Regions from separate parts of the Zea mays genome. Here all the other regions are linked to region 1. Evidence: chromatin contacts called from public Hi-C data. All regions are on one chromosome and are shown on one strand. The core of a region is the stretch at or near the end of the contact, and the rest is flanking DNA. Distances in the headings are between cores, read along the strand shown.

Region 1 (4,017 bases), core at 1,496-3,995:
GTACTCTAATTTTACTGACAACTTGGTGTGCCATCATCATTCCTAACTTTATTTGTCAATTGTCAAAGTATTGATTCACAGAAAACATGTGCAATAATTATTTCTTTGTATTTTATGCTTGCCTTTTCTTACAACCACTATTTATTATCAACTACCAATTTGTGATTTTCGTATCTGTGAGCTGTTTTTTTTGGCATATCAAGTATGTAGGTTTGCAAAACCTGATTCAACGAAATGAGCAATTGTATGGTTAAGGAAACACACCTTCTGGTGGAGTGGCTTTGCCATTCATCCTAGTCCAGGTGAATATGTTTTTAGTCCTATGTTATGTTGCCTTTGTACATAATGCACTAAATGAAAGTGAATTATACTTCTGTACATGGTTTAGATCTAAATGCTGGATATTTATTCTTTTGCTTGCAGACACGAGCTACGACATTATATACTTCTTTTAGTGTGTCAGCATGGATTTTTTTTATCGTTTATACCTCCCGTACATTATCCTTGGTCTTCACCTCCACCTACACCTACATCTCCACTTACCGAACATCAGGTATGCAAATTCATCATCATTTACTTGTTGTTAGTTATATTATGATGTAACTCAACAAATATCATTTGTACATGTATATTAGACCCCTCTAGCTACCTTGCCGACACATCAACGAGAAGACGAGTTAGACTTTGTCGAAACCCTCTTCGCTAGTGGAGGTATCGACCATCACTCGTCAATGTACCCCGATGGTGATCGGCGATCGTGAGCTTCCATGTTATGTGTTGTGATACTTGAGACTTTTATTATGACTATGTATGAGATATTGTCTCTTATTATGACTGTATGAGATGTGTCTTATTATGACTATGGATGAGACTTTTGTGATGCAATTGATGAGACTATGGATTTAAATATTGTTATGTGATGCTGGTCAAATAAACTTCCTAGAGGCCAACTGGGTCGTAGGAAGTTAGCCAGCAAACTTCCTATGGGCTACATTCAGCCATAGGAAGTTATCCAGCTAACTTCCTACGGGCTACAGTCAGTTGTAGGAAGTTAGTCAGCTGATGGCGCTGACAGCGCTGACGACGTGAAGCTACTAACTTCCGAAACCTACTAACTTTCGAGAGGCTCCTTTGGCCGTAGGAAGTTAGTTTAACTTCCTAGAGCCCTCTAAGAAGTTAGCTAACTTCCGACAAAAAATTTCCAAGAGCTAAACTTCTGACGGGATGACTTTACTTCCGAGGGTTTAGCTAACTTCATAGAGTTTAGTGCTAACTTTCTAGGGTTTAGGCTCTAGGAAGTTCACTATTTTGGTGTAGTGCACCCATGCAAGGGTGTGGCTCCCACTTTATCCGCTCAAGGTTCAATTGCTCTCTACTGTTTGATTCTTCGTCACTCCGGTACAGTGAATCACCCACAATTATTTACAATATGAGTTGGATCGCCCACAATCTCTATCGTGTGATCATCAAACTATCGATAAACCACCCATTCATTTAGTAATATCAATCACCAAGAGTAACAAGCACAAACTATCACTTGATTTGAACAAGTGATGATGGATTTAGAGATTGTAATGATCTTGGACACCTTGCTACAAAGGTGGTTAAAACAGATAGACATATATGTTTCAGTTTAGTGTATCGTCTTGTTGAGCTTGCATTAATCTTGCCAGTGGCAATTGCAACTATTGAGAGGGCCTTCTCTGCTATGAACATTATCAAGACTGAAAGAAGAAATAAAATGGGTAATGAATGGATGAATAACAACATGCTATGGTATATTGAGCGGGATATGTTTGTAGATAATAAAGATGGAAAGATTTTGAAGCATTTTTAAGGCTTAAGGACTCAGAAGATAGATTTACCTCGTAACATAAACTAATGAACGATATGTATTGATTATTGTATTTCTAGAATTCGTATCGACTGATTTTTAGGCTACATATTTCTTGAATGTTTAAATTGTATCTTGCTTCTTATATCATATTAAACATCAATTATATTTTTTTGTTTGGTTTAATTTTTTTATAGACTTAGCTTAGTAGCCTCCTCTTCGACCAATTCTGGATCGGATATAATGTCTATCACTAAAAAATAGCATCGTTAATTCCTAAAATAAATCTAAAAACTATGAGCACCTACGTTAAATTGAGGTATTGAGTTTGGGTTGGTAGGTCCCACCAAAATGAATCAGATCAACTGAGTTATGTTTAGTTTGCCACTTTAGCCTTACTTTATTTACATGGTATAACAAACTAATTGTCATTTTAATGAAGTTGGTGAAACTTTTGATAACATTATATATTGTTGTCAAATTCATGATCCAAACAACAATGTTTTCCAGTTCATGAGTGGATTTTCAACTCAAGCCTGATTGTAACTCCGAGTCTCTGACTCTGACCCTCACACACAGTCACGATACTCACGTTTCTTGACTTGGAATTCGGATGACGCGTTCTAGAAGCAAAGCCTAAATTCCTATCTACTCGGTATACAAATAATGAACTACTACTAAAAAGCAAGGAAACTGACAGACAAAGGGCGTGTTCGGCTGGCTACAAGCCGACACTGTTGCAGCTGTTTGGACTGCTGCAGCTGCAATCCATAGAGAGAAAAATACTGTAGAAGCCGCAGCCGCAGCCGGATTGCAGCCGCAGCAAGCCGCAGCGACAAGCTGAAAATAATTATGGTGACAAATCCAAGCCCACGCGGCCGAGGAGACTCCCCCCTCCACTTGGGAGTTGGGATCCACCAACCTTCACCCACTCGCAGCAGGCAGCAGGCGGCAGCAGCAGCACGCGCTGCCGCAGCACCAGTCATGGAGGTCGCCGGCGCCCGCGAGCCCGGTAGCGGAGGAGGAGGAGGTGGCGGCGGTGGCGGACCAGCCCCGTTCCTGCTGAAGACGTACGAGATGGTGGACGACCCGTCGAGCGACGCGGTGGTGTCATGGAGCGACGCATCCGACGGGAGCTTCGTCGTCTGGAACCAGCCCGAGTTCGCCGCGCGGATGCTGCCTACCTACTTCAAGCACAACAACTTCTCCAGCTTCATCCGCCAGCTCAACACATACGTGCGTAACAACGGCTCCACCTCCCTGCTCTGCGCTGTCTGGCTCTTGTATATGGTGCGCTGCTCGTGTTGGTGATCCGGGGCACTCCTTTGGTTGGAGTGGTGGGGGATTTGGGCGTTAAGGTTGCGCGGGTGAGAGGGATCGTCCTCCTTTGGTTGGAGTAAAGGTGAATTTTGTGCTGTTTCGTTTTGGGGAATTTTGCGTCGTGATTTGGGCTCAGAGGAGCCTTCATTTCAGTAGCCTTCTGCCGAATTGTTAGTTTATCTGGGTTTCTATTTTTTGGTAGATTGATTGGTTGGAAACATAGAATTGGGCCAAAATAAATGCTGGGAAACCGAAAACTCAACATGTTCATGTTCCCCAAAGTCCAAACACAATGTATGGGTGTGTGGTCGTGTGATGTTGTTCTAATATAGCTCCCGGCTAAGAATTAGAACTAGCCGCATTCAGTGAAAACGCCATAATTCTGTGTATTGGCGGACCCGACATGTACGTAGGGAGTGTAACACATTGGATCTCTTAATCCTAGTCATACCTAACTTAGCTTATTAGCCAAATACAGAATCCGTGCAAGGCATGAATGTCTAACATGCAAATATGTTTATACCCCTATTATCAAAACTGTAGCAGGTCGAATGTTAAGATTGGACTGAAATTTGATTAAGACTGGCGTTGGGAGATCTTTGGTGAAGATGTCAACATACTATGGTGAGGTGGACAGAATGCGGACATGGCCAGAGGCAACAGGCTCATGAACGAAATGCAATTGGATCTTTACATGTTTGGTACTCTGATGTTGTATGGGATCTGTGGAGAGATACACTTAGGGGTGGTAATAGATCACGATCCAAATGCCCCATCACAAAAAGTTAGGGCCCTTAAATAATGTTAGTTCAAAAATAAATAAGTGATTCGATCCTTAAAGTTTATAGTGTAAAATCTAGAGC
Region 2 (3,734 bases), core at 172-2,671, 150 kb after region 1:
CAACATAAGATCAAAATTTGATGAATTCAGATTACCCACGACAGAGGTTGCTCAGTCACCATAGTACACAGTCCACGACAGAGCAATCGAACGTCACCTAGGGATCGACGACACGTTAGGACGCGTCAGTGGTCAGCGCAGGGGCGGGGGTTGTAGATCGATGGTTTAAGTCAGCACGGCGCGGTGGCGGAGCGGGTCCTGCTCCTGCGAGTGGTGGAGCTGGCACAACGTGAGGAGGAGGTCGTGCAGGAGGCGACCGGCCCACGGCGCTAGTACCTCGCCATAGCGGCGGCAGAGCAAGTCCTGCGCCAGCAGGATCGCCTCGCGGACGCACCCTGCGCGCCGACGAGAAGGAAGAGGTCATGCAAGAGATGACTGGCCCATGACGATGGCGGAGCGGGTCCCACGCCTATGGGTGGTGGAGCTGGCGTAGCGCGAGGAGCCTGTCATGCAGGAGGCGACCGGCCCATGGCGTCTACACCTCGCCATGGCGGCGGTGGAGCAGGTCCCGCGCCTGCAAGTATAGGTAGAGGCGGATCCAAAAAGGTAAAGTGGGTCATACCCTGCTTAATTTTATACACCCTTTTATGCCTAATGGTTATTTAGTGTTAAGTGTAGAAAAAATTAAAGTTTCGTTTAGTATAAAGTCCGGTTCCAAACCTATAAAACTAATAGCTAGTGGCTAACATTAGCCAAGAGGTTTAGATGCCCAACCCAGCTAGAACCAGTTAACAATTAGCTCTAAAGGTGTAGAACATGGCCTAAAACAACCCTGTCATGATCCTCCTCATCGAATCCTTCCGGATCAGTCTGACCCTAATATTTTGGATACCATATAAACGAGTTTGCTCGCAGCCCCGTTTTTGCCACCGATCCATTTCTGATGCAACGTCGTCTGACTCTACGTCTTCTTGACGCCTCCGTCTCTTGCCCTGTTTTTACCATGACACTGATCCACTCCATAAGTTAGATCTAGCTTGTCGCAACAATATAATCTATCTTCGATGATTGATTAAATCAGGAAGCCATGACATTTATGTGATTTTCGTAAATTTTCGTCCAACGTCCGCCGATGTTACAGCAGATCGCGAAAGACTGGTATGTTATTGGCGGCGCGAGACAGGGGAGCATCATTATCCAGAGCTGCGAGCGGGCGCTCTCCACGCGGGTTCGGACGTTCGGTGCATTTGGCGCTTGGGATGCGGGCATGCGGCCGGTTCACGCGATGCGGGGGGCGGCAGCGCCGGGCCTGGCAGGCGCGGGGGGAGGGCGGCGCGAGGAGCGGATCCAGTGAGACCGTGAGAGAAGGCGCGGACGGGGAGGACGTTAACGACGCACGAAACGGTTTCCTGTAGAAAAGTAATCCTTTATAATGGCAGAAGAGAAAGGACGGAGCAAAACAGACCCCTTCTTTACTCTAACCATATCTGCCGCAAACCGCAACACACAATCCAGAGCGAGGTCGTGGCGTGGACTCCAAATCCTTCCTCTTCAGGACTCAACAGCGGAGTTCGCTCCGACCACGGGCCCTGCTGCCATGGCGGCGGCGGCAGATCTTGGTGAGTCCGGGCCACCGCGGTGGGCATAGCCGATAGGCTCGTTGCTCGTTCTTCCTTCGCATGCGTTGGTTTCTATGCTTATGCACTTGTAGGCTCACCTGGATTTCTCGTTTTGGCATTATTGTACTGCAATGCATCTACAAAAGTCTTATAGATATGCATTCATAGTCAAAGCAATCTATCTAAAAAAAATCTTACAATTTGAGTATTTGCCAGTTAATGTGCGGTGTCCGTGGTAGCGGGGAGCCTCCTTAAATCTGGTGCATCCATAATGATTTCTTTTCCTTGTCTGGATCAGAGCCTCAGTTGGGGATATCGCCGGCGACACCCGACATTGTCCGCAAGCTAGCTCGACCGTCCGGGACAACCACCGCAGTTGGCTATTGCTGCACTGCTCTGTACACCAGCACGGCTGCTGGCCCCGGAAAGGTGGACGGCGATGGCCTTGCCTCGGTGCCGTTGCATGCCCATGAACATTCTCAGTCCGCCGCACTGGATAATTTGGTCCAAGTGGACTGTGATCCCGTGGGCACTCAGGAGTCCAGCACCTTGCCTGCACTGGTGGGCGAGTCCTCTGGCAAGGTTGCACAGCAAGAGCAGCAGCACAAGGAAGGTGTTGATAGTGCCAGAGATGCAGGTGCTGCTTCTCCTGCCCCTACTTCTACTCCGGAGAACATGGAGCCCACACCTCGGAGGAGGGGGAAGAAGTCGACCAAGGGGGTTCAACGTCTCAAAGTGGCCAAAGATAAAGTGATGAAGCTCAAGGTGACCACGCCTAGTACAGTAAAAAAGAAGAAAATGACAGAGGATGATATTCAACATATTGGTGCCCACAGGTCTAATAGTGCAAGACGCAAGTTAGATTTGGATTTACATTCATCAGAAAGTAAAACATGTTTCAGCAGAGCCGAGCTGATGATTAATTTGAAGTGCATTGGCAAGAGTTATGGTTTAATCAGTGAACTGACTACACATAAGAGGAGCAAGAGAGGGAAAAAAAGGAAAATGATGGTAGGAAACAAGGAAAGTGGTCAGCTAGCACTTTTGCCTTACAACTGGACTACAACGGTTGCGGTATCACGCCCTCTAACTCATGTAAAGAAATTGCGGGCTAAGGTTTTGGGCCTTACTGATGAAACAATGCGGGTTTGTGCTGTTTTGGCAAATTGGAATGGGAGCGACAATGAAAGTTTTGAAGGTTTTGATATTGGCAATGGACCCGAATGGGATACAACAAGACAAATGTTTGAACAATTTGTGGATATATTCATTAATGCTATGTTTGATCTAATTGGTAATCATTCTATCCCTTTTTATGTTTTCGTTTGTCAAAGTGCAAAATGCAAGAAATATGACCACATTATCGTTAATAAAAAGTGTCAGCATAGAAGAAAAATGCCTTTTGTCTAACTTAAAAAAAGCTTAGGAAATGTTGCACTGTCGCAGGTAACTCCATAAGCTTAGTTTTTCTCCATTTTTGTCAGAAAGCTAGAATGAAAATTTTATTGTGGACTCAATGGGAAAATGAATTCTTGATAAAACTGTGAACTGATAAAATGAAATTCAGAGTTAAGTTAATTTCATATTTCGCAGAACAAAATAAAAAATAGCCTGTGGATAATTTGTTGCCTAGAGCAAGAAACGATTCTTACATTGAGACATTAACTTCATTTGTTGAAGTTATTCACTGAGCTGCAACTCCTCTATTTCCCTTTCCTTCTTTTGGACTTAATACTTCTTTTAAATGTATGTTAGCTTCCAAATTGACCAAAGATCCAATAATGTGTGAATGCAAAAAAAAATTCTGAGCAAATATCAGTTATTCAAACATAGACATTGGAAAGACCTATGGCGAAACAAACACTTGTTTCATGGCTATCACCAGTATCACATTTTGATGAACAAAAAACATGTCTTGCTTCTACAGTAGTTAGATGTATTGAATCAGTAAGCCATATGACCTACTATCTATGGGATACATGAGTATGAAATGGTTTCTAATATATTAATGGCTTTCATCAGGGCCTAGAAAATATTCTCAGTGGGGAGGATCCCTAATTGATTCTGTGGTGGGTACTTTCCTTACACAGAATTCTGCTGATAATTTATCAAGGTAAAATGAGGATTCATAAATATCATTTTAGTATGTTCATATGTTTTATACCGGAACTAATT
Region 3 (4,323 bases), core at 1,811-4,310, 150 kb before region 1:
AAATGCAAAATAGTAGTTCTCAAATATCTTTTCGGTTGCCCCCTCGCCCCATCCAGGCAGGGGTATTTAAAGGGTAACCAAGGGATAGCCCTCTAAAGTACGGGCTTACCCTTGGTTACCTGCTACATCCTGTAAATATCCAGTACAGCAGTGTCTTTAGGACAATTAGAGTCCCCATATTGTAAACACCCAATTACATACCCGCACCAGCACTAGTTTGCGCATGTTCCTGACTAGCTGAGCCTCCCTCCAACTAAGGGGACCCCACATTTGTGCAGTAGCCTCGACGCTATCCCTTGCGATCTCCTTGGGCTGCCTTCAAGGTCTTCGTCAAGGACCATACGCACCGTCCGAGTGACAGGTCCTAAGTCCCTAGCACCTTCTGGGATGTCCTTGGATTGGCAAAGTCCTCGGTAGTACGACCGCCACATTCAATCAGGCTCTGTGTCCTCGACACAGATAAGTGAAGCCCACCTCTCAGGGCCTTCCCTCGCCTTGTCGTTCGAACAAAGGCCTCGTCGTAGTCTTTAGGGTCTTCGATGGACCGAGCGGACAAGGTCCTAATCGGCCGTATCAACAGGTCTGCTTCCCACAGAGCAAAGTCTTCGTTGTAGCCTTTGTGGCCCTCGGCGAACCCTGCATCCTTGGGATGAAGTCCGATGATTGGTTAGACGATATCGACTAGGCCGATGGTCAGGGTCCTACTCGGCCTTCTCCCCAACACCCAACTCTCCTATCAATGTCATGTCTACATTATAAGAATTTGTGGTAACCTATATATTACACATGGCCTCATTGGGCCCACTCTCCTTATAAATGCACCAAAGGCTTTGCAGCCAATGCAACTGCATGTGTTCCCAGGTCACACTTCCAAATGAAGAACTCCCAACTCTTGCGACGGTTTGAAACTAACCTTATATTGAACTATTTGGCAATGTGCAGAATGACCCACGCTCCTTGGTCCCAATATTAAACCAGCACCACCAACAGCATGCATATAGGGCTTCAGATGCATGTTCTGGATACCTGAACAACTCCTTGGATGCTACATTTTGTTCTTCACTTAGCAAAGCTTAAAATGTGTTCATGTCTTTCTTTGCATACTATGATCTATAGACTATAGACTATAGAGCCAAACTTTGCTCAGCAATGGTTGTGGGTTGTGATAACGTGTGGAAGCGGTTATCCAACTCCAACAACGTCAGTCGTGTACATGGAGGATTTAGTCATTAGCATTGGAACTAAGCTTTAGTTTCGTTTCTGTTGAACACCAAAAGTGACGGACGGTCCGCGCCCCCGCGATCAAATTGACTCAGGTGATTATACTTATCTCGTGCATGGTTATCTATCTAATCACGTGGGATTTGTTGGCTATCACCTAGGAACGGGTCCAGACATCCCCCTATATATATGAAGGGGTAGGACCGATTGAGAACCCCCGAACACATTCCAATCGAACCTATCTACTTTATTTACCTTTCCTGCCCTAGGAGTAGATGTAACGTAGCTTTAGTTGTAGACTTCCGCATATCCACCTCCAACCTATTCGACTCTACGTTGTCTAGATCCGTCCTGGGGTGGCCTGCCGACCCCAAGATGACCCTAGGATCTTACCCCTCCTGAGGGGCAACATCTACTTCATCTACTTCACTCAAGACCTCTTCCTCAAATTGATCTCTTAATTCCAAGACGACTTTACGTCGTCTGGGGACGCCCGGGTGACCTACTGACCCAGAGCACCCTAAGGTCTCTCCTCCAGGGGGCGGGATCTAGGTTCTACGAGGAGAAGAAGATGACCCTGCGCCATCACGGACCGTCCGGACAGTGCGCATTGAATAAGCCACTTCTGTCGCCAGGTCGCGGACCGCCCGACCCAGAGCCACGGACCGTCCGCGTCGCCACAGCGAGCACCGCCAGGCGACCCGGCGACTAGTCATGGACCGCCGCCACCGTTCACCTCGCGGGGCCGAACTCAAGGTATTGCTCATCACGAGAAGGTCCTAGGGTTCATTGTTGTTTCGTCCCAAATAAGTGGTGGTGACTCAGTGCTCTAAAGATCTTCAACTTTATTCAACCCTACATCATCTAAAGGTGTCAAGTACTGCCAGACGGTTCATTATAGTGTTTGGTGACCAAATCAGCGCCAACATTTTCTATTTTTATAACTCCCGACTATGAGAAGGAGACCACAAATGATGTCAAACAACATGCATATCATAGTATAGTACAATGACACATAAGCAATAGCAGCAAACTCAGCATTTTATCACCAATGCAAACTAAGGAACTCAATCTAGCTCCCACAGTTTTTCCGGACATGTGCACCTTGGCCCACAATTCTCTCTTTTTTTAGAAGTGGCCCGCAGATTTTGATTCTCCAATGAGGCAACGACTAAGAATGCCTCGATACTCCAAATCGAAACTATATTGACATTGGGACACTCTTTCACGCAATTATTAGAAGAGTAATTCATCAGAAAAATGTCTAGGCAGCAGCACGGCGGAGCAGCATTCTATAGGAAATCCAAGAGCCTTCGCCCCATCTCTAAACCCGTTGCCTCCTCTGTTATCTCGCCTCTAAACCATTCCTACTGCGGAACTTTGGGAAGCCGAACCCAAAATAGAAATTGAGGCGGACAAAAACGCGATTCGCCCACCCAGAACACCTCCCGAACGAACCAAAACCTGTTCAGCGACCCAGAGAGGGAAAAAAAGGAAAACAGAGTGAGCTCCTCTCTCCTCCACAGGCGAAATTACCCGCGAGGCTCCCCGCAACACGACCCACATTTCGGCACGCAGGAGAGCGGAAGGCGAACGCAGACCAACCACATACCCTCCAGAAGCTCACCTCGACGGCGGAGCAGATCGGGCGCGCCCGCCGAGTCCCGTGGTCCACCCGATCTTCGGAGAAGCAGATTCAGCGGACAGCCCCAGACCAGGCCTCCCCCTCCTCCCTCTGGGCTCCGCGGACGGAGGAACTGCCGGGGGCCGCCGCCTGCCTCTCCCTCCTCTTCCGCCCGCCGGAGCCGCGCCTAGGAGCGAAGGAAAGCGAGAGGGAAACCAAAACTAGACCAGCAGAAGGGAGAGAGAGAGGGACGGGGGGGGGAGGTGGTTGGGTCGCTGCGACTCTGGGTGAGAGGAACCACAGTCTATCTAGAGAGAGAAAGGAGAGGGGGCACAGAGAGAGTGGGTACTAGTAGCGGTACGAGCTGTACAGGAATGAACCTCTCACTGCCTGGTGGACCCTCCACTCGTGCAGTCGTAGGGATCTCCCTGGCGCGCGTTGCGCGTTCGATGCATTTCACCGCCAGGGCGAGGCCACGGCCAGCCGGCAAGCCCGGCACGTGTTTTTCAGCTCGCACCGAGGTTGGGGCCACTGGCGGGCCGAAGCTCGGGACTGGCGGTGGCGGGCACGCAGTACGCCACCACCTGTCGCCTCGCGCGTGCCTATTCGCCTGGCCGATTCGTCCCCGCGGGCCGCGGCCGTTGAAGGCCTTCCGCTTCTGCGCCCGCCTCGCGGGTGGCATGAAGTGATGGCGCGCCTCGCGGATCGGACGGCTGGCAGGGCAGGGTCGATTGTTGGACCCGAATTCGGTGGGCGGCAGCGAATCTTGGGCAGGGGTTCGGTAGGGTCCGCGGGGGTTTTACGGTACTGCGGCCAGCAGCTGCACAGGTCGATACGAATCTCCCGCTTTTATAAACTCGTAGGACCCATGTTTGTCCCTACGCTTCCATTCTGTGGTGAATGTCTCGATACTTAAATCCAATCTATATTGACAAACACTGCGGCCAGCAGCTGCACAGGTCGATGCAGGGGCGGATTTACGACCGGGGCTGCCTGGGCTGCAGCCCCGGTCGCGGCCCAATAACGAGAGACCCAGCTTTTCAGCCGCCAGCCCAGCGCAGCAGCTTCCTCAGCCATCAGCCCCACATCTTCGCTACCCTAACCAGCCGTCCAGCCGCCGCCGCGTCGAGGAGAGCCAGAGCCGTAGCAGCAGGCACGCACGGGCGCACACGGCCACCGTCTACCGGCCACTGCCCACCGCGGCACGCTGCATGCCGGCACCGTGCGTGCGCGTCTGCGCCACCGCCCAGGCGCCCACGGCTGACGGCTCCACGCGTCCACGCCCCGACCCGACGCCCGGAGCACCGCCGCCGGCCGCCGCACGCCCACTGCCCGCTGGCCCACTGCCGCACCTCGCCTAGTCGCCTGGAGCCGCCGCCCGCCGAGACCGAGCCGGACAGCCGCCGAGTGTCCGACAGCCCGAGCAGGCGAGCAGCCGTGCGTGAGCGGTGAGCCCTTCTGCCCGAGTTTGATTTGAT

Evidence for each region. Hi-C and Micro-C count contacts between places; a contact is called where the count stands out from the background.
Region 2: a contact with region 1 is called in a Hi-C map of ear, with 2.5 times the contacts expected there. The contact joins the promoter of LOC100382817 here to the promoter of LOC100274128 in region 1. A contact is called at or near these places in 3 of 25 Hi-C or Micro-C datasets (ear, leaf and tassel).
Region 3: a contact with region 1 is called in a Hi-C map of leaf, with 2.9 times the contacts expected there. The contact joins the promoter of LOC109939959 here to the promoter of LOC100274128 in region 1. A contact is called at or near these places in 2 of 25 Hi-C or Micro-C datasets (both in leaf).

Annotation. Positions count from the first base shown.
Region 1 is chr5:165,315,427-165,319,443 of Zm-B73-REFERENCE-NAM-5.0, forward strand. It overlaps LOC100274128, which reads left to right and starts at 2,746. Exons shown (of 2, transcript NM_001148506.1): 1 at 2,746-3,070. The coding sequence starts at 2,819.
Region 2 is chr5:165,471,313-165,475,046 of Zm-B73-REFERENCE-NAM-5.0, forward strand. It overlaps LOC100382817, which reads left to right and starts at 1,422. Exons shown (of 17, transcript NM_001361683.1): 1 at 1,422-1,559; 2 at 1,858-2,853; 3 at 3,582-3,672. The coding sequence starts at 1,538.
Region 3 is chr5:165,163,366-165,167,688 of Zm-B73-REFERENCE-NAM-5.0, forward strand. LOC109939959 (protein ROS1A) reads right to left here and starts at 3,061. Exons shown (of 18, transcript XM_020538530.3): 1 at 2,849-3,061.